Linked DNA regions of Mus musculus: regions 1, 2, 3 and 5 are each linked to region 4. Evidence: chromatin contacts called from public promoter capture Hi-C data. All regions are on one chromosome and are shown on one strand. The core of a region is the stretch at or near the end of the contact, and the rest is flanking DNA. Distances in the headings are between cores, read along the strand shown. Region 1 holds the start of Zfp110 (zinc finger protein 110). Region 2 holds the start of Rps5 (ribosomal protein S5). Region 3 holds the start of Zbtb45 (zinc finger and BTB domain containing 45). Region 4 holds the start of Zfp583 (zinc finger protein 583). Region 5 holds the start of Zfp446 (zinc finger protein 446).

Region 1 (2,733 bases), core at 166-2,665, 6.5 Mb before region 4:
GAATCCTTGAGCAAATCGGTCTGACACTAATCAGGGGACACGTGAGACTGTGGTCTATGAAAACCTGTTCATTTCTCACTAATCAGGGGATAGGACTGTTGGTTCCCATCTATACCTCTTTTCTTGTTTTTGAATTGTCACTTCCTTAAAGTAGTTGCTGAAAACTAAACATGAGCTTCTTATCTTCTTACACTTGTCAGTTTCTTTCACCAGACCCTCAGCTTAAAAAAAAAAAAAAAAAAAAAAAAAAAAAAAAGAAAAAATAAAGGTTGAAAAGGATTGGTGAGATGGCTCAGTGGGTAAAGGTGCCTGCTACCAAGCCTGAGTTTGATTGATCTTCAGGATTCATATGTTGGAAGAAGGGTAGCGATCCGGAAAGGTACTCTCTGTCCTCTACAAGCAGGCAGTGGCACACACGTGCATGCCCCCCCCCCCCCAAATGTAATAGTATTGTTTTTTAATTAAAAAGCCTCAATCTGGCTTGCCAGTTCCTGGTTCAGAAATCGGTTTGTTTGTTTCTTCTATTGTAACCACCCTCTTGGGCAGTCCTCCAACTCCTCCCGAAACTCAATGATATTTGAGAACAAACGTCTCACCACTAGCCGACCCCTGAGCCGACTCAAAAGTTGAAAAGAAGCCTTTACTCACATGGGGCCAGGTTGTTGGAAGCGTGGAAGCCATACTGTCCTCCATGTTCTCTCCCAGGAGTAGGCAGAATGCTGACGAAACCTAAAGTGGAAGAGGGGGGCACTAAGGAATGTGCCCAGCGGCTCCCCCACCTCTGCCCATATCCCACCCCTCAGCAGGACATGACCAGTCCACCCCAAAATTGCAAAGTGCCCAGTGAATCCTCTTCCCGACTCCCATAAGCCTACAAGACAGGTTCCCCTCTAACCGAGAGGGGACAGCTGATGTCATCTAATCCAAAAGGCGGTTGGTTTTCTTAAACTGTGGTCCTTATTTAGAACGCGATGTCTTCCTTAGGATTTGTTCGGACCCACGACTACACACCTTCTCCCGGGTCCGTAGAAGTGGCGCCACAAACGAAGCCGACACTGGGTTCCAGAGGTTGCAAATAAAACAGAAGATGGGTGCTGCCCCCGACGGGCTTTCACGCAGCGCTACGATTGCGGAAAGACACAATGGCGCTCGCCCGTCGGTCTTGTCCCGAACTGCGCCAGCTCACGAGTCCGGACTACAACTCCCAGACGCCCCCGCGGACGTCGAGCGGCAGCAGTTAGGCGGCGTTTGTCCTGTTGGCGGGCGAAGCCGAAGTCCGAAAAGTGTGTTATTGACTGCTAAAGAACTAGGATGCAGCTTTTGAAGAAGGATACTAAGACGCTGAGCACCAGTACCTCTGTGGACAGAGACCGAGGCTAGGAGAGAATCGAACCCACTAACAGGAGCAAAAGAACTTGGACAAAACGGAAGCTAGGCATGGGCAAGGGGGTGGGCCGGAAGTGCTGGTGTTAGGTCGGCTGAGCGAGGCACGCCGCGTAGCAGAGCAAGGAAGGCGGGACGAGGGGACAGATGGAACCTACGGCTCTACTAGTGTAGAGGGGGAGGGAATCCGGATTGGGGCTGTCTGTGGGTCGGAGGCAAGAGAAGACAAAGTCATTTAACGGAGTTTACTGTGGGGAAGGAGAAAAGGATGCAATCTTACTGAAGTTTCACCGGTACCCTTAAAGGGAGAGGAAGAAAGGAGTAACTGTAGAAACAGAAAGCCATTAGGCATCGGAATTAAAAGTACTCAAATTTCCATGAGAGGACAGGCGTTTGCGTCCAGATTAGTAGAGTGGGCAGGGTTGTGTGGTCTGGGCAGGGTGGTGTGGGCTTATAACGTTTAGGTGGGAAGTATGGAGACCTGGTGGACTTAAAATATGGTAGGCTACACTAAATGTCCTCTCTAGTTTTCCCCAGCAGAGGAAGGGATGTAGTGAGAATCCTGGAATTTTGGTTTCTTGGAAGAACAAACAAATATTATAAAATAATATTTTGTTTGATTCCAGGTATAGGGATGTGGGGCTGCTTCAGACTGCCTGTAGCAGCTGACCGTGATTTGTTTTGTGCTCTAGCAGAATCGTGGTTCTGTCTGTAGCAGATAGTTTTTTGTGATTGTGTTATATTTGGAATTCTGAGAACTTTTCAGAGAGTATATTAATGTTAGGGCCCGATAGGCTAGGGGCTGGGCTGGACCAGTTGGTTGTATAGGGAGGAGGTTGGTTGTGGTTTCGTAGTAGCTGAGGTCAAAGGAGAAGCAAAAGAAAAGAAATCAGATTCAGGGATTTCCTAATTCCTCTCTCCCCTCTATTCCTGTTTCTTTCCAGTCTAGTGTTAAGGGGTAAAAAGGGGGCATGGATAAAGATGGGAGGAAGAGGAGAACCCACAAAGTTGCAAAGACCAGCTACAAAGGGACATGGAGGATCAGAGATGTATGAGGAAAACTAAAATTACACTCAGTCCCAGGGATGCTAACTGTAAATATCCATACATGTGGAGAGCTCTTGGGACTGCTTCTAGGAATTGGGCAGGAATTTGACATTAGGCTAGGACACGGAAGTAGGCTCAGGCAAGAATTTGACTTGGGGCTAAGATCAAGATCTTGATCGTTTTGTAAGTCCCTGAATACCACAGGACTTTGTTTATTGCCTTGTTTGTACCTTGACTTAGAACTGACCTTATTCTTTGCATGTACTTAGAATAGACTAGAAAAAACAGACTAGAGAAAAATAA
Region 2 (2,700 bases), core at 194-2,693, 6.6 Mb before region 4:
TATACCTTCAATCCCAGCACTCGGGACAGAATGCAGATATTAGCTTTTTCCACTAGACAGGGTTTCAGGCCAGTCTCAGCTATATGAGATTACCTCAAAATGGGTTATGAGGGCAAAGCAAATAGCTCCCATACTAACTTAGCCATAACAGTACCCATAGCCAACTGACATTTTTCAGGGGAGGGCAGCAGGGAACATTCATAGCACCAACTGGTCTCATACTCAAATTCCTCTTGCTGTAGGCTGATAGCAGCTTACCAACTGCTTTTGACAAGGGTGCCAACATGGTTCAGTTGACTAAAGCCATCTTTTCAATTGATACCCACTAACTGAATATACAAACGAAAGGGGACATCAAGTCAGGTGTAGTGGCACATGGGAGACAGAGGCAAGATCTCAAAGAGCTCCAGGCAGCCAGCAAGGGCTACACAGCAAGACCCTGACTCTGTCTCAAGAGACACACGATTAGAAAAATACGGGATAAAAACCACACTCTAACATCTTTTAGTGCCAGTTTGTATTAGGCGTGGGTGTAGCTGTCCAGTTATTGCTCTTCTACCTGTCTTGTACATCCACTGGTTGTTTTATGCCCTTTTCTGAACTAGAAGCTCATCCACACCTGGTCTCAATTAAAAAAATCATCACAAAGAACAATCATTAAGTTCCTTTTACCTGCAGAGAAATATCGTTGATCTGCACGTCATCAGTGCTCCATTTCCCAAAGAGCTTGATGTCAGGGGTCTCTGCCACCGCTGGTGTGGCTGCTTCCCACTCAGTCATCCTGGGGACAGGAGAATGGCAAGAAACCGTTACTGCCTAGACATGCTGGAGCAGTCACTCTGACCCCAAACTCTTCAGACGAACTCTCACTTTGTGGCAAACTGGGACATGAAGGGGAGACCCAGAAAGCTTTGAACAGCTCTCCAAACCCAGGAAAACCACTCAGGATTCTAAAGTAACTCGGCAGTCACCCCGCTAATCAGCTGGTACATGGACCACAGTATGATGGTTCATGAAGCCGTATACTCATCAGCTCCCATCAGATTTCCGTTGTGCACTTAGAACGTGTACTGAGCAAAAGAGTCATCACAAAACTAAGCAAACCTAGATTTATGTTTATGGTATATGACCCAAGTGATTTCCCTGGAGTCCCGTGTGTGCAAAGTATGAAGTCAAAACAGTGCAAACAAGAGGCGAAGACTAACTCGGCCCGTGCCGAGTTTCCCTAGGCACCCTTTTTCGCAGAGAAACGGTGAGATCCAAGCGGTCACGCCCAGGCTTCAGGTTCGGCCTCCGGCCCCCCAGATGTGCCTTAGAACACTCATGGTCACCTCTTCTGAACTCCGTGTCCCTCCGCAGCCTCACCTGAGGGCGCAGACTGGGCTTCTCAGTCGCTCGGCGTGGACCACGCGCCGCCCTGATACAGACAGGAAGAGGCCGCGCGCAGCGGACTAGCGCTTTTATGCAAAGCGAAAACTTCCGGGTCAGAGGTAGAGACGCACGCGCAGATGAAAACAGCGTGCTCACCAACCAATCAAGCGCTAGGATGAGAGGCGCCCTTTGAGCCGGGTAAAGCATGCGCACTTTTAGAAACAGCGCCACGCCCGTCTTCTGGCGGACCTCTGAAGTACTAGCTAGGCTTCTGAGTCGGCGCACATGCGCAGAAACTTTGGTGAGACCGACGCCGCCATATCTAAGTAGTGCTGACGTCCAGTCCACGCTCTCCGTAATTAGGCTGCAAAACCCAGGAACCATGGACGGTGGATTCTTAGCTAGGGCAACCAGCTCGGCTCACATTTTCTCACCAAAATAATGGAGTCGGGTCCTGTGGTTACCACCGATCCGGGTTCACAAGCACGGGCCCCACCCTCTCCCCTCCCGCAAGCCATGCTCGGCGGGTCCCAGGCTTCCGGTATGGGATCACTTCCTTTTTAATCACTCTGGCCACGCTTGTCTGGGCTTTTTTTCCTCAGGTTCAATCGCGGACAGTAGATTCCGACCGCCATTCGTGAACCTCCCCGGGGAGGGATACATAGAGGGGAGTCCTGGAGGGGTTGGCAGCCCGGGGATCTCCTAGGTGACTTACTTATCTGAGATCCCAGTGATTTGGTACTAATAAGGGAGAGACCTTGCCAGCAGGTTCACCCCCAGGGGTGGGTTTGTTTGTTTGTTTGTTTTGGAGACAGGGTTTCTCCTTGTAGCACCGGCTGTCCAGGAACTCGCTCTTTAGACCAGGCTGATTCATCTGCCTCTGCTCCTCCCAACTGCTGGGATGAAACATAAGGAGAGGAGGGAGGGGAGAGGAGAGAAGAGGAAAGAGGGAGGGAGGGAGGGAGGGAGGGAGAGAGAAGAGAAGAGAGAGAAGAGAGGAAAGGTGTCAGCAAACATAAGGAGAGGAGGGAGAGAAGAGGAAAGAGGGAGGGAGGGAGAGAGAAGAGAAGAGAGAGAAGAGAGGAAAGGTGTCAACAAACATAAGGAGAGAAGGGAGGGGAGAGGAGAGAAGAGGAAAGAGGGAGGGAGGGAGGGAGAGAGAAGAGAAGAGAGAAGAGAGGAAAGGTGTCAACAAACATAAGGAGAGAAGGGAAGGGAGAGGAGAGAAGAGGAAAGAGGGAGGGAGGGAGGGAGAGAGAAGAGAAGAGAGAAGAGAGGAAAGGTGTCAACAAACATAAGGAGAGAAGGGAAGGGAGAGGAGAGAAGAGG
Region 3 (2,722 bases), core at 162-2,661, 6.7 Mb before region 4:
TTATGGTTGAGGCTGTCTTAAACTCCCATTCGTCCAGCTTCTCCCTCTCAAGTAATAGGATTACAAGCATTCCTAGCTGTTAAATTTTGAGGGTCCCCCCCCTCCTATAGCATCCTATGTAACCCAGATTGGGCTCAACTCTGATATCTGGGGGGTGACCTTGAACTTCTGACGCTCCTGCCTCAACCTCTGAGGTTTTTTTTTTTGTTTTTTTTTTTTTTTTTTGGTTTTTCGAGACAGGGTTTCTCTGTATAGTCTTGGCTATCCTGGAACTCTCACTTTGTAGACCAGGCTGGCCTCGAACTCAGAGATCCTCCTGCCTTTGCCTCCCAAGTGCTGGGATTATAGGCATACGCCACCACCGCCTGGCTTCCCCAGACTTTCAAACACACATACAACACAGCTACCCAGCATGGGTCCAGGATGGGGAACAAAACATCCTGACATCTTCCTCATGCGGCACCACCCACTAGATTCCTCAGTACCATTCACACGGAGGCCCAGAGCTCTATGCCTCTCTTTTGCCTTACATAGTGGTTGATTGATTGCCCCAAGAACAGAGGGGAAGGGAAGGCCAACCCACCACTTGAGAGGTTTGGTTCATGGGTGTCTTGGACAACAAAAGGACCACGTAGGAGCCCCGCTTGGACAACTCTCTGGCTGTTCTCTCCCTCTACGCACTTAGTCCCTGCTCCTTGGTATCTGACTACTTCCGAGCCCACTTCGTGTCCTACATTCTATTCTGATCTGTGGCCAAGCTGGGGTTCTTCAACCATTCATTTATAGAGCAGCGAATTCCCGAGAGTCTGGGTGGGGTGAGGTGGGAGCACCGAATGAGGAGGCTTCCTTGGGAAGGTGGGCCTGTGTTCTTTAGATGACTGCAGGGAAGCTCTGCAAAGCTTCTTCATCTGGGGTGCGAGCAGAAGTGACTCAAGAGAAACTTCTCGGGGCTGAAGAGATGGCTCAGCGGTTCACTGCCATCGGTAATGGGAGCTGATGCCCTCTTCTGGTGTGTCTGAAGAGAGTTAATAATGTACTCGCATAAAATAAATAGAAAATAAATAAATCGAGAGAGAGAGAGAGAGAGAGAGAGAGAGAAACTTTTCCCGTGTAAGAGAAAAGCCACCTGGGAGAAAAAAAAAAAGCCTCTGGATTCCATCCAGCGCCCTCTCCAGACCCGCTGAGAGTACTGAGGGCGTGGCCCGAGGAGTGATTGACAGCTCGCTCGGATCAGCCTGGAGACGACGGACTCCTGCTCCTTCTGCCTACTGATCCCCAGCTCTTCGGTCCCCAGCTTCTGCGATTTTGGTTGTGGCGCGGACCAGACCGGAAGTTCTGCTCAACGACTGCCTAGTCTAAAGAGGAACACCGGAAACGTGCTCCCGACTATCGTTCCGCCTGTGCCGAGGCTATCTGTTCCGCTTCAGCGCCCGGAAGTGCGGCCTTCAAGTTGACAAGCAGGAGGACCTGCAGGACCTGCTGCCTGAGGAGTCGGAGGTGGGGTCGAGCGGGCATCCCCCTGCCTCAGAGTCCCAGAGAAGGCTGGGGCGTGCCAGGAGCGGCACGCCTGCGTGAGGATCGGTGTGCACGTTGCGAACACAAGAGGGCGCTGCAGGATCGGGGCAGGGTGCGGAGGCGGGAAACTGGGGGTAGATGTAGCGGGCCTGAAGGGGACTCTGGCATAGATAGGGTGGGAGTGAGACAGGCTGATGGAACAAGGTGCATGGCATGGGTGAGGGAGTTGTAGCGAGAATGCTGTAGGAGATGTGGGAGAGTGTGCCTTTGTTCTGAGGCATTCAGGAAGGTTCTGCTGCATCTGAGGAGTCCGGGCGTTCGAGAAGTAGGGTATGGATGGGGTTGAGGAAGAGTTATGGGTTGGCATATTATTTGAAAAAGGAGGCCGCTTGGCAGAGACAGGTTCAAAGCCTTGGTGGGTTTGAAGAATTAATTCATCATCATAGAGGTCCCAGATAAACCCGGTTCGCAGGCTCCCTCTGGCGGCCACGTGAGGGAAAGGCCTGGAGGTGGGAGTGTGGAAGGGACCCTGCATGGCGACTTCCAGTAGGCCAGGCCAGTGGTAACTGACACAATGTGTGCAATACTCCGAGAGAAAGGGAAGGGTGTTTTTGTGTTAAGGATCTAGAATCGTTGAGTCTGAGATCTCAGTAGTCCTTTTGTAAGGGGCAGGATTAAATGGGGCCCTGCTCTGGGTCTGTCCTAGAGAGACAGGCTGGTGGTCAGGGCGAATCCTGAATCTTGATTCTCTTCCCTTAGAGCAGTGTATGCAATCTGATCCAAGGGAAACACCCTTGTTTGCTGAATAAGGAAACAGGCCCAGAGACCTGGAGATATTTGCTTGATGGGTTAACTGACAATTCTGATTCCCAGCTCCTTTGCGGAGGGCGTGTGTGTGTGTGTGTGTGTGTGTGTGTGTGTGCGTGTGCGTGTGTGTGTGTGTGTGTGTGTGTGTGTGTGTGTGTGATGGAAGAATCTGTCTTCCCTCAGTATGATTAGTGCCAGGATGATAGTCTCGGGTTCATAAGAACTATGGGGATTGCTAAACAACACTGAATTTCAGCTTGCTGGCCTTTCACATCACTGGTGCATTTTCAAAGCCCAAAGTTAGCACCTCTCAGGTGATGCAAAGAAGAAACAAGGTTGCAAAGGCCTTGTTATATGTACTGTTTATTTGCTTCCCTTGGGTATGGCAGGCACAAATCCT
Region 4 (2,700 bases), core at 93-2,592:
TTCCTCCCCAGTCTATGTTGGTTCCATAAAGATGAAGATTTTGGTCAGGCGGGGTTCATTGTTGTGTCCATTTCAGAGTCTGACATACAGAAGGCGAGTAATGAATGATGCGTGAAAAGGTAAGGCAGAGAGAAGGTAAACAAACAAGGGAGAAAGAAACCCAGCAACGTGGGCCCTGAACCAGGAGATGACCAATTTTCATCCGCTGCTCTGGACAGGGCACCGGCCAGCTAGCACTGCGCATGCGTGCTCGAGCACAGCCCCCCCACCACCACCACCACCACCACAACTACCCCCACCCCCGACTCCTCGTCTAAGAGACCGAGGAGAGCAAGCAGCTCCTGCGCAGCCTGAGTGAGTTCTGGTTCTGACGACCGGAAGGGAAGAGACAGAATTCAGCGGAGATTCTAGGACCCCCGAAAGCCGCGCCCTAAAAGGCGTTCCCAGCATGCCTTACGCCGCTCCAGTCAAGCGCAGTACTCCACCTCCCAGAGGCCCTTGCGCGGAGTCGCTCCGCAGCCGCGCCTTTGTGAGCTCTACCGGCGCCGCGAGATCGAGCCCCGGCCCCGGCCAGATCTGCCTCGGCGCCGAGTGAGAGGTGACGAGGACTGAGGAGACGCTCGGTGAGGATCAAGGTACCGCGTGGGAGAAAGTGTAGTGGGTGCAGAGTGACCGTGCGAGACCACGCCACCGTATATGAGGGGCCTATTATGATTGTAAGGTTGCAACTATGTGAGACTGAGGCGGTGACAATGTATGTGACATTATAAGACAGCACCCCATAATGGGGGGAGCCTGTGACTGTGAGTATGGAGATACATGAAACAGAGAGAGAGGCTTGTGCCAGTGTGTGATAGCGCTAGGGGATGTGTGTGGGAACATGAGTGAGTGACTGTGGCTGAGCCTGTACACTGTGTGAGACTGAGGTGGTTATCATGTGTGTGACAGTATGAGACCACCCACTTGCATGAGGGGGGCCTGTGACTGAATACTCTGTGAGACTAAAAGACTGTGACAGTGTATGTGATTGTACCGGGGAGGGATCAGCTGAGTGACAGTGTTAGACTGGATCACTGTGTATTAAGGACTTCTGACTGTGAGACTAAATACTGTGTGAGACCGAGGCTGTGACATTGTGTGTGACAGATTGTGACAATATAAGGGATCATGTGGGAGAATGTGTCTGAAGACTCATATGACAGTGAGACCCCACACCGTGTGAGGGGGTCTGGTACTGCATACACTGTGTAAGACTGAAAGGCTGTGACAGTGTGGGTGACTGCACAGTGGAGGGTGTATTATATGTGAGCACTTTGGAGTGGGGATCTGAGTGGCAGTGTCAGACCACACCTTGTGTACGAGATGCCTGTGGCTGTGAGACTGAATACTGCTTGAAACTGAGGGGTTGTGACAGCGTGTTGACTGTATATGACAGCATGTGGGAGAATGTGTTTGGAAACCTATCTGACAGGGTTGAGACCAAGCCACTTTATTGTGAAGGCCTGAGGCTTGAGACTGTGCCAAGAGTACTGTCAGGGCCTGTGACAGTTTGTGAGACTGAATGCTGGCTATGACATAGAGTGAGAGGCTGGGACAATAGGTGTAGCACTATGAGACCATGTCACAGTGTTGAAGGGCCTATGATGGTGTATGAGACTGTGAGATCCCATAAGGATGTGTGTGAATACACAAGACTATGCCACCAGGTACAAGGGGGGTCTGTGACAATGTGGAATGTGGGGATAAAGACGCCATGAGGGGCTTTGAGGCTGCATTTGGGACTATGTGATATTATTACAGCAAGACTTTTGCTACCAGCTGGGATGGAGCCTGTGACAATGTATGGGCCCGAATAACAGTGTATAGGGCTATTTCATTGCATCTAAACAGTGTAACTGTTTGAGACAGACAGTGCTGGAAAATATGTGACAGTATGAGATATCATAGGGGGGGAAGGGCGGGGGGGGGCATTTGTAGGGTATCCTGATCCTGGTCCACTGTCTTCTAGATCACATGGTCCCTTTGCTACCCACTCTGTGCAAAGTAGCTTCACTTGATGGCCTACATCTCATCCTTATGGAAAGGGTGGAGATATACTTCCTTTTAACGTCATCTATACACTATAAATTCCAGTCTAGTTTCCAGTTTGGCACAGTTATTTTCTCAACTATTGCCTTGTGTATCTTCAATGATGTAAACCTTCATGTGTGAAAGGTGGAAGATTCTAATCTAATAATGCCAGTCTTAAATTGCTCAGACATAAGTGAAAGAGATAACTTAGACATAAAATATATGTTGAGTCCCAGAACTATACAGTACATAGGAAAAGCATTGTTAAATGTAGGGATACCTCAAATGCATGTCTGTGGAGGGAGGAGAAGGACAGAGGTGTGATGCTGGGGCTGCAGGATACACCTGGAACTTACAGTTTCCTGTTTCTGTCCACTTTACTTTCTTAGGACACCTCCCTGCTCCCAGAAACACAGCCATACATTCTTGAAGCTTTAACGCCATGTCCAAGGTAAGAAGCGTTTCTTTTTCCCTGGAATGCCACCTTATTTATCAGTCAGGCTAAACCACTTTGATTTCAGAAATTCAGCTGCCTGACAAAATCTCCTCTCTCCAGTGACTTGCTCTTGTTCTCCACTGCAACACAAGAGCTAGTCCCCCAAGACTAAGCTAAGAGCACCCTTTCCCCCG
Region 5 (2,745 bases), core at 163-2,662, 6.6 Mb before region 4:
GGAACTGTTCCAAAATCAGCAACTCTATTATGTGTTCTTTGGAGGATGACTCAGGCTGTAGCCACTGGTGACACAACTCTCGAAGCTGGGCCAGTGCCTCTCGGGGTCCCTCAACCTCCTCATAGCAGAAACCCCGGAAACGGAGTCGTGCAGCCTCAGGCTCCTCAAGGGTGGTCCTGGAGTCTCTGAGGGATAGGTGTGGGGTACCCCGAGGAGATGGCATTCTTGTTTTGAAGGGTCTTTTTGGAGGTGACAGAGGGACCTACAGAAAAGGAAGAATGTCATCTAAGGTCAGAAGACACACACCAGACCCCTCCTAGAAGCCGGAAAAGAGAACCCTGAGGCCAGGAGAACTTCAAAGAAGGTCATGGGAGGTGCAGCCCCACAGCAGTTGAGCAGCTGTATTTTGTTTTGAAGATAAATGACTGGGTGGAATGTCCAGGGACCTTCTAGAAAACTGCAAATGACGGGCTCAAACATTTGGGTACAACACAGGGCTCCTGGGAGATGAAAGTGGCTCATCCAGTAGACAAAGGGTCAAGCAGGACACGGAGGGAAGGGGGGTGGGACCATCATCCTGGGTGACCTGGAGCCCTGAGGCTTCAGACAGGAGGCAGACCACTGTGCTAGCTGAAGAGTTGGCTCTGAGACACAGGTACAAGACCTGGGGCAGAGCTGAAAGCCTGGGTGCATTCTCAGGAGCTTATTATGGGTTGGGAGGCACAGCTCGCTGATCGCAGCTGAATTGTGGATGCCTCATACTGCCTCAGCTTACTACGCATGTGAAACCCTGAAACAAAAGCCAAAATCAAACAGCCCCGTTTTGTGTGGAGTTGTAAACTGGAACCTGTGTCCCAGCTCTTAAGATTCTGGTTTTAAATCGGCTCTCTTGGGACATCCGTCCTGCTCTGGAGAAACTCAAGAGTTGGGGTGTCAGGCTCTGACACAGGAAAGGGGTGGGTCCGACGGCTGGGAGGTGCTCTCGGTGATCCGAGGAGCCGGATTATGAAGCTGCGCCCGCCCAGCTAGGAGTGAGCTCACCTCTGACGCGTGGGAGAGCCCCAGGAGGTTGGGGCACTTCCAGGAAGTGACACCGAGCACGTCCCACTGCCACTCAGAGAACGCCCCGCCTCGCGCGTTGCCCTACCAGCCCGGCCAATCCTGCATCTGCTCCGCCGGATCGGCCCCCTTCGCTCGGACTACGTCTCCCGTGAGCCTCAGCAAGAACGACAGCACGCTTCCAAGGCCTCTCACGCGCGAGACTCTTCGCTCCTCTCCTTGGGGTCGCGTTGCTGCAGAGTTCCGGGGGGGGTTCCCACTCCTGACTTGGCAGCCGTTCTTCTCTTGCAACCGCAGCCGTAGGACTCACGTAGGACGGAGCCGACTGTGGGTTAGCCTCCTTACGCATGTGCGCAACGGACCTGGTTTCTATTGGCCAGAGAGGCATCCTGACCAATCAGAGCTAGCGCTCCCGGAAGGACTCTCGCTCCTTGTGTCTCCTAGGTAACAGCTAGCGCACAACTTAGGGCCTCTTGCTGTTCTCTGAGTTAAGCTGTAAGGGTCCCCCTGCCTCGGAGAAGGCCTAGGTGGAGGCTCCTTGGCCTCTTGAGTCCAGACTGTTCTAGACAATCCCGTTGGGAATCCAGGTGAAAGGCGGTGGTGGGCGAGAAAAACTCAGTATGGCCTCCATCGGATCTCCGTTAAGCTCCCTGGATATTGTGGAGACAGTAGGCCTACAGGTGAACAAGTGCTCAGAGGAGGTAACCATGTAATTACCAACCCTCACTAATAGTCTTCAGATAACATTACTGAAAATAAGGACGGAGGTTTCTGATTAAAATTACGAGGTATACTCAACCCTTACTTAGGAGGATGTAGTTAGACAAGATGACTTATATTTATTTTTTTTCTCCCAATGGGCAGTTGATGGCATTTTGTTTGTTTGTGGGGGAATGGGGCCTTTAAAGAATAAAAGTCCTTGGCTGTCCTGGAACTCACTCTGTAGACCCTACTAGCTAGCCTGGAGCTCACTCAATAGTTCTGCCAGTCTTTCTCCCATTCGCTGAGATTAAAGGCATGGGCCCCCATATCCGACAGTTAGAGGCTTTTTAGCTTAATTGCAGATGGGCTTAGTTTTATTTCCACATATCAAGTGGCTGGACTGTGATATAAACCATTCAATCCTGAACTCGATCTGCCTACTTGGGTTTCTTCTGCTACCCAGGAACCTTCTCCTTGGCAGCTACTGTAGAGAGCAGCGGTTCTCTACATCCAAAACTCCTGAGCAGTTCTGTCGGTAGAATTTGTCTTTTACAGATTCTCTGGACACAACTCTCACCACCTACCTATTGAGGAGAAGCGCTAAGGGGGCCTAAGGGGGTTCCCAGAAAGCTCTCTTGGAAACACCTTTGTTCTAGTGCTCACCTCCCTGCTAGGCTGGTTTCTAAGCCTTCTATGTGCCACAGGATAGACCTGGTTGAGTCTTGTGATGGTATACATCTTACCCCTGGGCTTGACATGACCATTACCATCTTTATTTCTCCCTTGTTCAGGCCATTAAATCTAAGACCACATATTTAATAGGTAAACTATCATTGAGCTAGCCCCAACTCAGTCCTTAATTATAATGGTTATATTAGGTTGGCCAATGTAACCATGAAACATTTTATCTTTTGAGGCAGGATCTAAGTTCCCCCAGGTTAGCCTCTCAGCTGTCTTAAAGTAGAGGGCCTGTGGTGACCTACT

Evidence for each region. Promoter capture Hi-C pulls out the DNA fragments that hold promoters and counts their contacts.
Region 1: a promoter capture Hi-C map of second pharyngeal arch cranial neural crest shows a contact between it and region 4. The contact joins the promoter of Zfp110 here to the promoter of Zfp583 in region 4. A contact is called at or near these places in 3 of 39 promoter capture datasets (cranial neural crest, pre-B cells and second pharyngeal arch cranial neural crest).
Region 2: a contact with region 4 is called in a promoter capture Hi-C map of second pharyngeal arch cranial neural crest. The contact joins the promoter of Rps5 here to the promoter of Zfp583 in region 4. A contact is called at or near these places in 5 of 39 promoter capture datasets (cranial neural crest, frontonasal cranial neural crest, maxillary cranial neural crest and 2 more).
Region 3: a promoter capture Hi-C map of cranial neural crest shows a contact between it and region 4. The contact joins the promoter of Zbtb45 here to the promoter of Zfp583 in region 4. A contact is called at or near these places in 4 of 39 promoter capture datasets (cranial neural crest, frontonasal cranial neural crest, pre-B cells and 1 more).
Region 5: a contact with region 4 is called in a promoter capture Hi-C map of pre-B cells. The contact joins the promoter of Zfp446 here to the promoter of Zfp583 in region 4. A contact is called at or near these places in 5 of 39 promoter capture datasets (the HPC-7 cell line, cranial neural crest, maxillary cranial neural crest and 2 more).

What each region holds. Positions count from the first base shown.
Region 1 is chr7:12,833,443-12,836,175 of GRCm38.p6, reverse strand. Zfp110 (zinc finger protein 110) reads right to left here and starts at 1,415. Exons shown (of 8, transcript NM_022981.5): 1 at 1,012-1,415; 2 at 649-729. The coding sequence starts at 693.
Region 2 is chr7:12,921,054-12,923,753 of GRCm38.p6, reverse strand. Rps5 (ribosomal protein S5) reads right to left here and starts at 1,443. Exons shown (of 6, transcript NM_009095.2): 1 at 1,366-1,443; 2 at 673-781. The coding sequence starts at 780.
Region 3 is chr7:13,008,541-13,011,262 of GRCm38.p6, reverse strand. It overlaps Zbtb45 (zinc finger and BTB domain containing 45), which reads left to right and starts at 1,411. Exons shown (of 3, transcript NM_001360833.1): 1 at 1,411-1,627.
Region 4 is chr7:6,329,076-6,331,775 of GRCm38.p6, reverse strand. It overlaps Zfp583 (zinc finger protein 583), which reads left to right and starts at 1,342. Exons shown (of 5, transcript NM_001033249.3): 1 at 1,342-1,706; 2 at 2,460-2,521. The coding sequence starts at 2,513.
Region 5 is chr7:12,976,515-12,979,259 of GRCm38.p6, reverse strand. It overlaps Zfp446 (zinc finger protein 446), which reads right to left and starts at 1,412. Exons shown (of 6, transcript NM_175558.4): 1 at 1,148-1,412; 2 at 1-262. The coding sequence starts at 1,408.